3 separate regions of the Sus scrofa genome follow, and all the other regions are linked to region 3. The links are chromatin contacts, called in public HiChIP or PLAC-seq and promoter capture Hi-C maps. All regions are on one chromosome and are shown on one strand. The core of a region is the stretch at or near the end of the contact, and the rest is flanking DNA. Distances in the headings are between cores, read along the strand shown. Region 1 holds the start of PPP2R1A (protein phosphatase 2 scaffold subunit Aalpha). Region 2 holds the start of LOC100737585. Region 3 holds the start of LOC100626048 (vomeronasal type-1 receptor 4).

The links. Promoter capture Hi-C pulls out the DNA fragments that hold promoters and counts their contacts. HiChIP or PLAC-seq counts read pairs in DNA pulled down with a chosen protein or histone mark.
Region 1: a contact with region 3 is called in an H3K27ac HiChIP or PLAC-seq map of alveolar macrophages. The contact joins the promoter of PPP2R1A here to the promoter of LOC100626048 in region 3. A contact is called at or near these places in 7 of 47 Hi-C or Micro-C datasets (blood, fetal heart ventricle, fibroblasts and 3 more) and 1 of 2 datasets of contacts at active chromatin or transcription factors (alveolar macrophages).
Region 2: a contact with region 3 is called in a promoter capture Hi-C map of liver, with 1.8 times the contacts expected there. The contact joins the promoter of LOC100737585 here to the promoter of LOC100626048 in region 3. A contact is called at or near these places in 2 of 5 promoter capture datasets (fetal liver and liver) and 7 of 47 Hi-C or Micro-C datasets (differentiating spermatogonia, embryonic fibroblasts, epiblast stem cells and 4 more).

What each region holds. Positions count from the first base shown.
Region 1 is chr6:57,963,683-57,966,382 of Sscrofa11.1, reverse strand. PPP2R1A (protein phosphatase 2 scaffold subunit Aalpha) reads left to right here and starts at 1,435. Exons shown (of 15, transcript NM_214024.1): 1 at 1,435-1,522. The coding sequence starts at 1,445.
Region 2 is chr6:58,052,235-58,054,934 of Sscrofa11.1, reverse strand. It overlaps LOC100737585, which reads left to right and starts at 1,379. Exons shown (of 14, transcript XM_013998720.2): 1 at 1,379-1,526; 2 at 1,610-1,808.
Region 3 is chr6:58,015,976-58,018,675 of Sscrofa11.1, reverse strand. It overlaps LOC100626048 (vomeronasal type-1 receptor 4), which reads left to right and starts at 1,414. Exons shown (of 5, transcript XM_013998724.2): 1 at 1,414-2,700.

The DNA.
Region 1 (2,700 bases), core at 186-2,685, 52 kb after region 3:
AGGTTAAGAATCCAGCACTGTCACTTCTGTGGCTCTAGCAATATCCTGGCTTTACAAGAATAAGTGGTTCCTATCGCTTTGGGGGAAACTTTAAGCTCTACACTGTAGTCAAAGCCACTGGCACTTCAAACCCTCCATGCTCTGAGATTTCTTTAAAGACTGATTTCCTTAGGGAAGCTGAATCCTAATGGTGTTGCCTGGGCCACTGGTTAGGGCAGAACTGGAAGCAGGGGTGTGTGGTATGATGGTTCTCATTACTGGTCAGATCTTAGGAACCTGGGCTGCTGCCAGTGGTCGAGCAGTTTAGTGTGCCACTTGGGGAAACTGTGGACTGTCAGATAAAGGACATCCCTCTCTTAGGGTGGGAACTGTGGAACCAAACTGCAGTGCTGAGAGACTTGTCTGGCTCACTCATTTGGATAATCATGGTCAGGGTCTGCTCTTGGAACAGTCTGACCAGAATCAAGCTGCTGATTCCATCTGTCCGATGCAGGGGCTCCCTACGCATAGGCACACTGGGACTCCCATAGCTCCAAAGGGCTGGCAGGTTTGGGGTAAGGGGAATATCCGGGGAATAAGGAGGGCAAGGATTGAAATATGCAAGCCCCCTCCACCACCACCCCTGCCCCTTTTAGGGGGAATAGTTTCCTAAGTGGAGTGGGTAGGGTCTTTGGGAAAGATGGTTTGGACTGTCCGGCGGCGGGGGGGGGGGAAGAGAAAGAGAGAAAAGCATGGTGTGCTCAGGCAGCCAATTTTCCAAAAGGAGACGTGCCTAGAGAGGGTTCAGGAAATCAGATAGACATACCAGCCTGAGGGGCCTAGGTTTTACCCAGAGAATAAGGTTAAGTCGCCATCCTTCCCTAGGCCTCGGCATAATACGGCACAAATCAAGGACGCACTCCCACCTCCTCCCGCACAAACAATCTTGGAGTGCGCCCTCCCGCCAGGCAGGGGGACCGCTGCCTCGCAAGCCGAAACCTGTACGATTCTGTTCCCCACATGATGTCACGCATTCCAAGCGACGCACGCGGGTAAGCTTTCTCCAGGGCTCGGACAGGCAGGCTTCGCCACCTTCCAATCCCGCCCCTCATTGGCTAGAAACAACTGCTCGTCTAGGCCGTTGTTGGCGGCGACGTAGGCGGGCACAATCTTAGTCGCTAAGATACCGCGTACTTCCGTTTCCTCCTCCCCCCTCCTAGGCTCCGGCAAGCTCAATCTCTTCCCTTGGACCAATGGCAAATGGGCAGTGGGCGGGACTTTATTTGTCCGGGCCAAAGAAACGCAGGCTTGGCCCGGCGTAGCGCGGCCAATGAATGTAGGGCAGCCCCTGTAACGTGGCCCGGGCGCCCCCAAGTCCTTCTCTCCTCCTCCCGGCCCAGCCCCTCCCTACCCGGGTTTCAGCACGGCGCCGGCCGCAGTCTGACAGACACAAGACGGAGCCAAGATGGCGGCGGCCGACGGCGATGACTCGCTCTACCCCATCGCGGTGCTCATAGACGAGCTCCGCAACGAGGATGTTCAGGTCCGGAGGCTCCGGGGGACTTGGGGAAGAGAGGAAGGGGTACCTGGGGGGCACCGGCGTCCCTCGCGGAGAAGATTCAGTGTTCGCAGGGAGTGGCGGAAGGGGGCGGCGGCCAATCAGTGTTCCGCTCACACCTCTCCGGTTCCCCGGACTCGATGAGACGGCGTCCGGGATTGGGTGTCGGCCCCGCAGAGGGCGCGCTTGGAGGGTCCCCAGGCCTGCCAAATGCGCGTGGCCGCTCCGGGCCTCGGAGGCCGCGGCCCACGAGGGGTCGGCCGACCGGGTGGGGGAGAGGCGAGGGGAGGGCCGGGTGATTGGCGGCGGCCCCTGAATGGCCCCTTGGGGATGGAGTGGGCTCGCGACTTTCTCCGAGTGGGGGAGGGGCCGCCGGATTGGTGGGGACCCGCGTAGGTTTTCTCCTTTCTGGGTTCGTGCGGCTGGGGCTCAGCGCTGTGGGTGTAATCTCTCCAAATGGAGACGGAGACGTGAAGGATGACTTTCCAAATCCTGCTCTTCTTCTCCCGGCAGTTTTGGTGTAGACCCTCCGAAAGAAGCGGGAGGCCAAAACCCCACTCCCAAGGGTGGAACTAGCTAAATTCCGAAGCGAATTGCCAGCTAGCCACTGGCCCCCCCTTCCGGTGTTCTCCCCTTAACTGGGGCCGGGGGCGGGGGGGGGCAGTTTACCAAGCGGGCTGTCGTTTCTGATGAGTGGCATGGGGTGGCGAGGGGTCGAGAAGAGGTAGGACTCAGGGCTTCGCCCATCCCAGCCCCACCTCTCACCCGCCCATTGACCTTGTGCACATTACTTCACCGATCTGGGCTTGTTTTCCATAAAACGTGGGCCAGTAATAGTCCCGGCCTCCTTGGATGGTAGTGAGTGACAGAGTTTATAACAGAAGAAATACTAGACGGCGCCTGACCTGTTGTAAAGGCCCAATAAATGTACCTGTAATTATTGGGAGTGGTGATTGAAGAGGTCCATCCTCCCTTTGGGCCTCAATTTCCCCACTTATAAAATTGAACCAGTCGCGGAGTTCCCGTTGTGGCGGAGTGGTTAACGAATCCGGCTAGGAACCATGAGGTTGCGGGTTCGATCCCTGGCCTCGCTGGTCAAGGATCCGGCGTTGCCGGATCCCACGTTGCTGTGGCTGTGGTGTCGGCCGGCAGATACAGCTCCG
Region 2 (2,700 bases), core at 130-2,629, 36 kb before region 3:
TCCTAGGCTAGGTGTCAAACTGGAACTACAGCTGTTGGCCACAGCCACAGCAACGCCAGATCCCAGCCATGTCTTTGACTTGCGCCACAGCTCATGGCAATGCCGGATCCTCATAGAGACTAGTTGGATTTGAGCCACAAAGGGAAATCCTGTTTGTTTTTTTAATGGTACCCACAGCCTATGGAAGTTCTGGGGCCAGAGGTTGCATCCAAGTGGCAGCTGCAACCATGTGGGATCCTTTAACCCACTGCGCTGGGCTTGGGGTCTAACCTGCACCTCTGCAGCAGGCAGGGTGCAATTACATTCTTCACCCACTCGCCATAGCAGGAGTTACTATTTTTAGTTTTTTGAGGAACTTACATTCTGTTGTCCATAGTGGCTGCACCATTGTACATTCCCATCAACACATAGGAACTGTTGCCTTTCTCCACACGCCCTCCAGCCTATGTTATTTGTAGACTTTATAAGATGGTCATTCTGACTTTGTGAGGCGGTCTTTCATTGCAGGTTTGATTTGCAATTCTCTGATTATTAGTGATGACTGTACTTCCCCGAGGTCCCAATCCCAGTCAAAATTTAGGCTTGTCTCAGCTCTCTCTTTTCCTCTAGAATGTCATCACCTGTTTCACACTGCCAGTTTTTAAAAAAAATCTTATTCGGGCCTTAAAAGCTGCTTCCTGGAGTTCCCGTCGTGGCGCAGTGGTTAACGAATCCGACTAGGAACCATGAGGTTGCGGGTTCGGTCCCTGCCCTTGCTCAGTGGGTTAAACGATCCGGCGTTGCCGTGAGCTGCGGTGTAGGTTGCAGACGCGGCTCGGATCCCACGTTGCTGTGGCTCTGGCGTAGGCCGGTGGCTACAGCTCCGATTAGACCCATAGCCTGGGAACCTCCATATGCCGCGGGAGAGGCCCAAGAAATAGAAAAAAAAAAAAAAAAAAAAAAAAAAAAAGCTGCTTCCTGCAAGAAATTTACCTCCAAATCTTTCTGCGGATGTCCGATTACCTTTTCTTTTTCCAGAGTTCATTTTCTGCTGCTACACCAGCAGTTTAACTCTTTGTCAGTTTCTAAACCCGACCCCAATATAAAGTATAAAATAAAGGCCACCGGGATATTCCTTTACTGCTCAGTCCCCAAGGCGAAGTTTAAGTAGCTCCATACTTTCTTTAGAAACCTCGCGTTTCTGAAAATCGGCTCATTTCCTAAAGTGTGGACGTGGCAAAAAATGAGATTAAATTCAGCGGCTTCTCACTTTCCCAGCCACCCCAGGTTCCCTCCCGGAAGCCCGCACCCTCGGCCTTTTGTACGTAAAGTGTCCCAACGTGGCCGCCCACTGGCGCCCCGGCGACCGGGCGCAGACATATTGCCTTTCTAGGAACTACCGGAAACCCGTTCTTCCGCGTTTCCACAAACGTCTCAGACCCAATTCAGCCGCCGTAGGTGGACGGAAAATGTGTGCGACAGCCAAGTAGAAGCGGTTCTTGGAAGGTGTTAGGTTTAGACTCCTCTTGCTGGCTGGAGAAAATCCGGTCAGTGTGTGCATTTGTCCCTTGAAGTTTTGTGTGTGTGTGTGTGTGTGTGTTTTGACCCATAGAAGGTTTGTCTCTTACAGGGTGATGTCAACGCATAGGGTGGACGCCGTGTAATGTGGACTTAACGGAACAATTGCCGAGTCTGGTGAGAATCACCAAAGTAGAAGTATTTGAGAGTAACCGGGACCCGTCTGTCTGTGGTTGGAGTACCTTGCGGAGGGTGGTCTTTAGAACGATTAAGAATTTGTGGAGATCAGCAACCAAGTCCGGATCAGCAGGGTATGGGGGTCTTTGCAAATCACTTTGTTAAGGGTGCAGGTCGTATTTATGATGAACACAGGTTTTGGTTGAGGTTCGAGAATTAATATGGGGTTCGGTGTTATTGGTGCTTCCTTGGATGGTCATCTAATGGGTGTCTGGTCCAGATTTCGGATTAACAAGGGAGTGTGTAGTCCGTGTCTGTCGTACAGAGAAACTTGCTAGGTTTGGGCGCCTAGGATTCCTGGCTGTTAGTTGGGTTGAGGTTCCAACCTCGACCGCTGGGTACCAAGGCGGTATTCTGGGAGCAGCAGTTTGAAACTGCCTGGTTTTTAGCCTTGTGTTCGGGGCTTAAGTAACTGCTGACCCAGGGACTAATCCAGCCACGCCCATCCGTTGTGTTTCTCTTTGGCTGCTTTCGCCCTGCAAAGGTAGAATTGAGTTCTCAGGACAGATTTCAACCTTCATAGTAGAAACGTATACTGTCTATCCTTTTGCAGAAAATGCTTGCCAACACCTGCCCTCATAGCAATGAATAGTGTTGCTTATTTGCCCGATGTACATTCGCGCTTTCTTCTTCTTCTTTTTTTTTTTTTTTTTTTTTGGTCTTTTTGCTTTTTCTAGGGCCGCTCCAGCGGCATATGGAGGTTCCTAGGCTAGGGGTCTAATCGGAGCCATAGCCACTGGCCTATGCCAGAGCCACAGCAACGCGGGATCCAAGCCGCGTCTGCGACCTACACCACAGCTCACGGCAACGCCGGATCTTTAACTCACTGAGCAAGGCCAGGGATTGAACCCGCAACCTCATGGTTCCTAGTCGGATTCGTTAACCACTGCGCCACGACGGGAACTCCTCACACTTTCTTCTTTACTGACAGAATTTTCATTTTATTCATTTATTTTTTGTTTTGTT
Region 3 (2,700 bases), core at 165-2,664:
CGTTATCATATATACTGGAGAGGGAATGAATAAACGCATGGGCCCATCAGCGTGTCTTCAGCCACTGGAGGGAAAGACAATTCTAAAGCCCAGAATTGACAGTGCAACCTGTTTGGTGTCAGAGAGCTTTAACTGATGATAAAGAGACAAAGCAGACAAGGACAATGATGCCTAGCATAAATAAAGCCAAAGCAAAACCAGAGCCTTAGTCTTTGAGAACGGTGGAGAGCTGGAGGAGGTGAGATCTTTCTGGAATGTCTTGGAGATGAAACCTGAATTTTGTCCACAGGCCTAACATCTGTGAAGAGTTGCCGTTTAAGGATCCCGGCTCCTCTGTGACCGGCTGCATTGAGACAGGTGACTTCTGTTGAATTCATTTCTTCCTACTGGCCTCGAAGTGGGGTCTTCGCTCTCTCCTGTACCCCTTTTTCTTTCCCGTGATCCCATGAGGACGTGAGATCCCAGCTACAGTGAGTCCCATCCATAGGAAAGGAAACGGGAATTTGCCATGCTATGGCCAACCCAGAATTCAGTTGAAATCCTGGCTGTGGGTGATGTACTCCTCCAGGAATATTTTAATGCACCATCACTGCGCAAGTCACTGAGTCACACATCGAGGCAACATCAGTGAACAGGCAGGGGAACAGCTTTTATGGTGGTCCGTACAATCCAGTGAAGGAAAACAAGAGTAAGTAGATCCTAAAATGTCCAGGAAATGATAAAAGCTATGAGGAGAAATAAAATCTAGGAATAGATAGAAATTTAGGGTAATCTCTAGGTAGGAACGGAGGAGATTTCCCTCTCCTCAAGGAAGGGCTTTTCAGGATATAATCTGGGCCAAGACGGAAGTACTGAGGGACTCACCCATCATAATATTTGAAACCAGGACTTCCCGTTGTGGCTCAGTGGTTAACAAATCCGACCAGGAACCATGAGGTTGCGGGTTCGATCCCTGGCCTTGCTCAGTGGGTTAAGAATCCGGCGTTGCCATGAGCTGTGGTGTAGGTCGCAGATGCGGCTCGGATCCCATGTTGCTATGGCTCTGGCGTAGGCTGGCGGCTACAGCTCCGATTCGACCCCTAGCCTGGGAACCTCCACATGCCATGGGAGCGGGCCAAGAAAAGGCAAAAAGACAAAAAAAAAAAAAAAAAAAATTGAAATCAGAGAATATTTCAGGACTATTTCTATGATTGTCTATGACATGCTTCCTGCCTAGGAGAAATTTATTAAAAAAATTTTTTTTTTCCTCTTTAGAGCCACACAGGCAGCATATGGAGGGTCCCAGGCTAGGGGCTGATTCAGAGCTGCAGCTGCCAGCCTACACCACAGCCACAGCCATGCCAGATCCAAGTCTGTCTGTGACCTACGCCACAGCTCTTGGCAACGCTGGATCCTAACCCACCAAGGGAGGCCAGGGATGGAACCAGCACTCTCATGGATACTAGTGAGGGTCTGAGCCACACAACAGGAACTCCCTAATTGGCTTTTTGACGGCTATAGACTGCTCTGCTGAAAGGATGTGTTTAAATTACCGTACTATTCATCTGCTGATTGAACATTCAGGTTATTCCTAGTTTTAAAAAATTTCACCAAAATTTTTTGTGGTTAATATAGAAAGTTTGCTTTTGACAAAGATTCTTAACATTGGACTATCTAGACCAACAAGAATGAAAAATTTAAATTATAATTCTAAATTGACCTCTAGAAAGGAAGTACAAAAACAAAACAAAAAATAAAAAGGACTTATAGATTATATCCTCTACTACCCCCTTGGATGCATCAAATGACGGCTAATGTTTCTTAAATGTGTTTATTTTGAGAATGATGCCAATCTAATAGCATGGCCATCTCTTAATTACTCTGAAATACCCCTTATTTTTTTAAGGAAATATTTGCATATATTTGAAGCTTCACTCCTCCCCTTTCCCTAGAGAGGTAGCCACATTCCCAGGCCTGTGGCCCTTGCTCTTCACAAAGTCAGAGTCTCAGCATCGCCCCACCCCTCAATAGGTCTGTAACCAACAGACCTGTTGAGACTTGCGGTACTCATCCCCGTCCCCGCTCTACTTCATTGCCAAATTTCACCAGGACTTAAAGTCACAAGCGTTTTTTCACACTGTCTGGTCGCTGCTTTTACAACTTGTGTCGGCTCCTGCAAACTTCGATGATGGGCCAACGGCTCGTCTTAACACTGGCTCTTGGCAGCGGGGTTGGGGCTGCTCTCTGCCGTACGGAACTGTACTTCCTGTAAAATGGCCGCCTCCATGATGCTTTCTCATCACTGCGCGCGGGCGCCGCCATCTCTCCGTTTTGTCCAAAAGACGAAACAGACTCCGGCCTGCGCCGCCACGGCCTTGGATAGGGTCCAGCCTTTAAAAGATCATTCATCAAAGTGCTGCTGATCAACAATGAGGAGGGAAAGGCGAGGAGGTGGCCAAAAGTGATTTCAACTCCTGTTCCGAGCCGTAGCCTCCATAGGTACCGCTTCCGCCATGATCGCTGAGATGGGCGTGGTCACGTTACGTCATAGAGGTGGGCGCGAGCCCCGAACTCCAGCACCCCGAAACCGTCTGAGGACGCACCGGACCAGAAGCGTCCCTAGCGACAGGGAGAGAGGGGGCTTGGGCGCCACAGCACAGGAAATCATTTGGCATGGGAATCATTTTGGAAGCGATTTCAGTCTTTGGTAGCTGCCCGGAG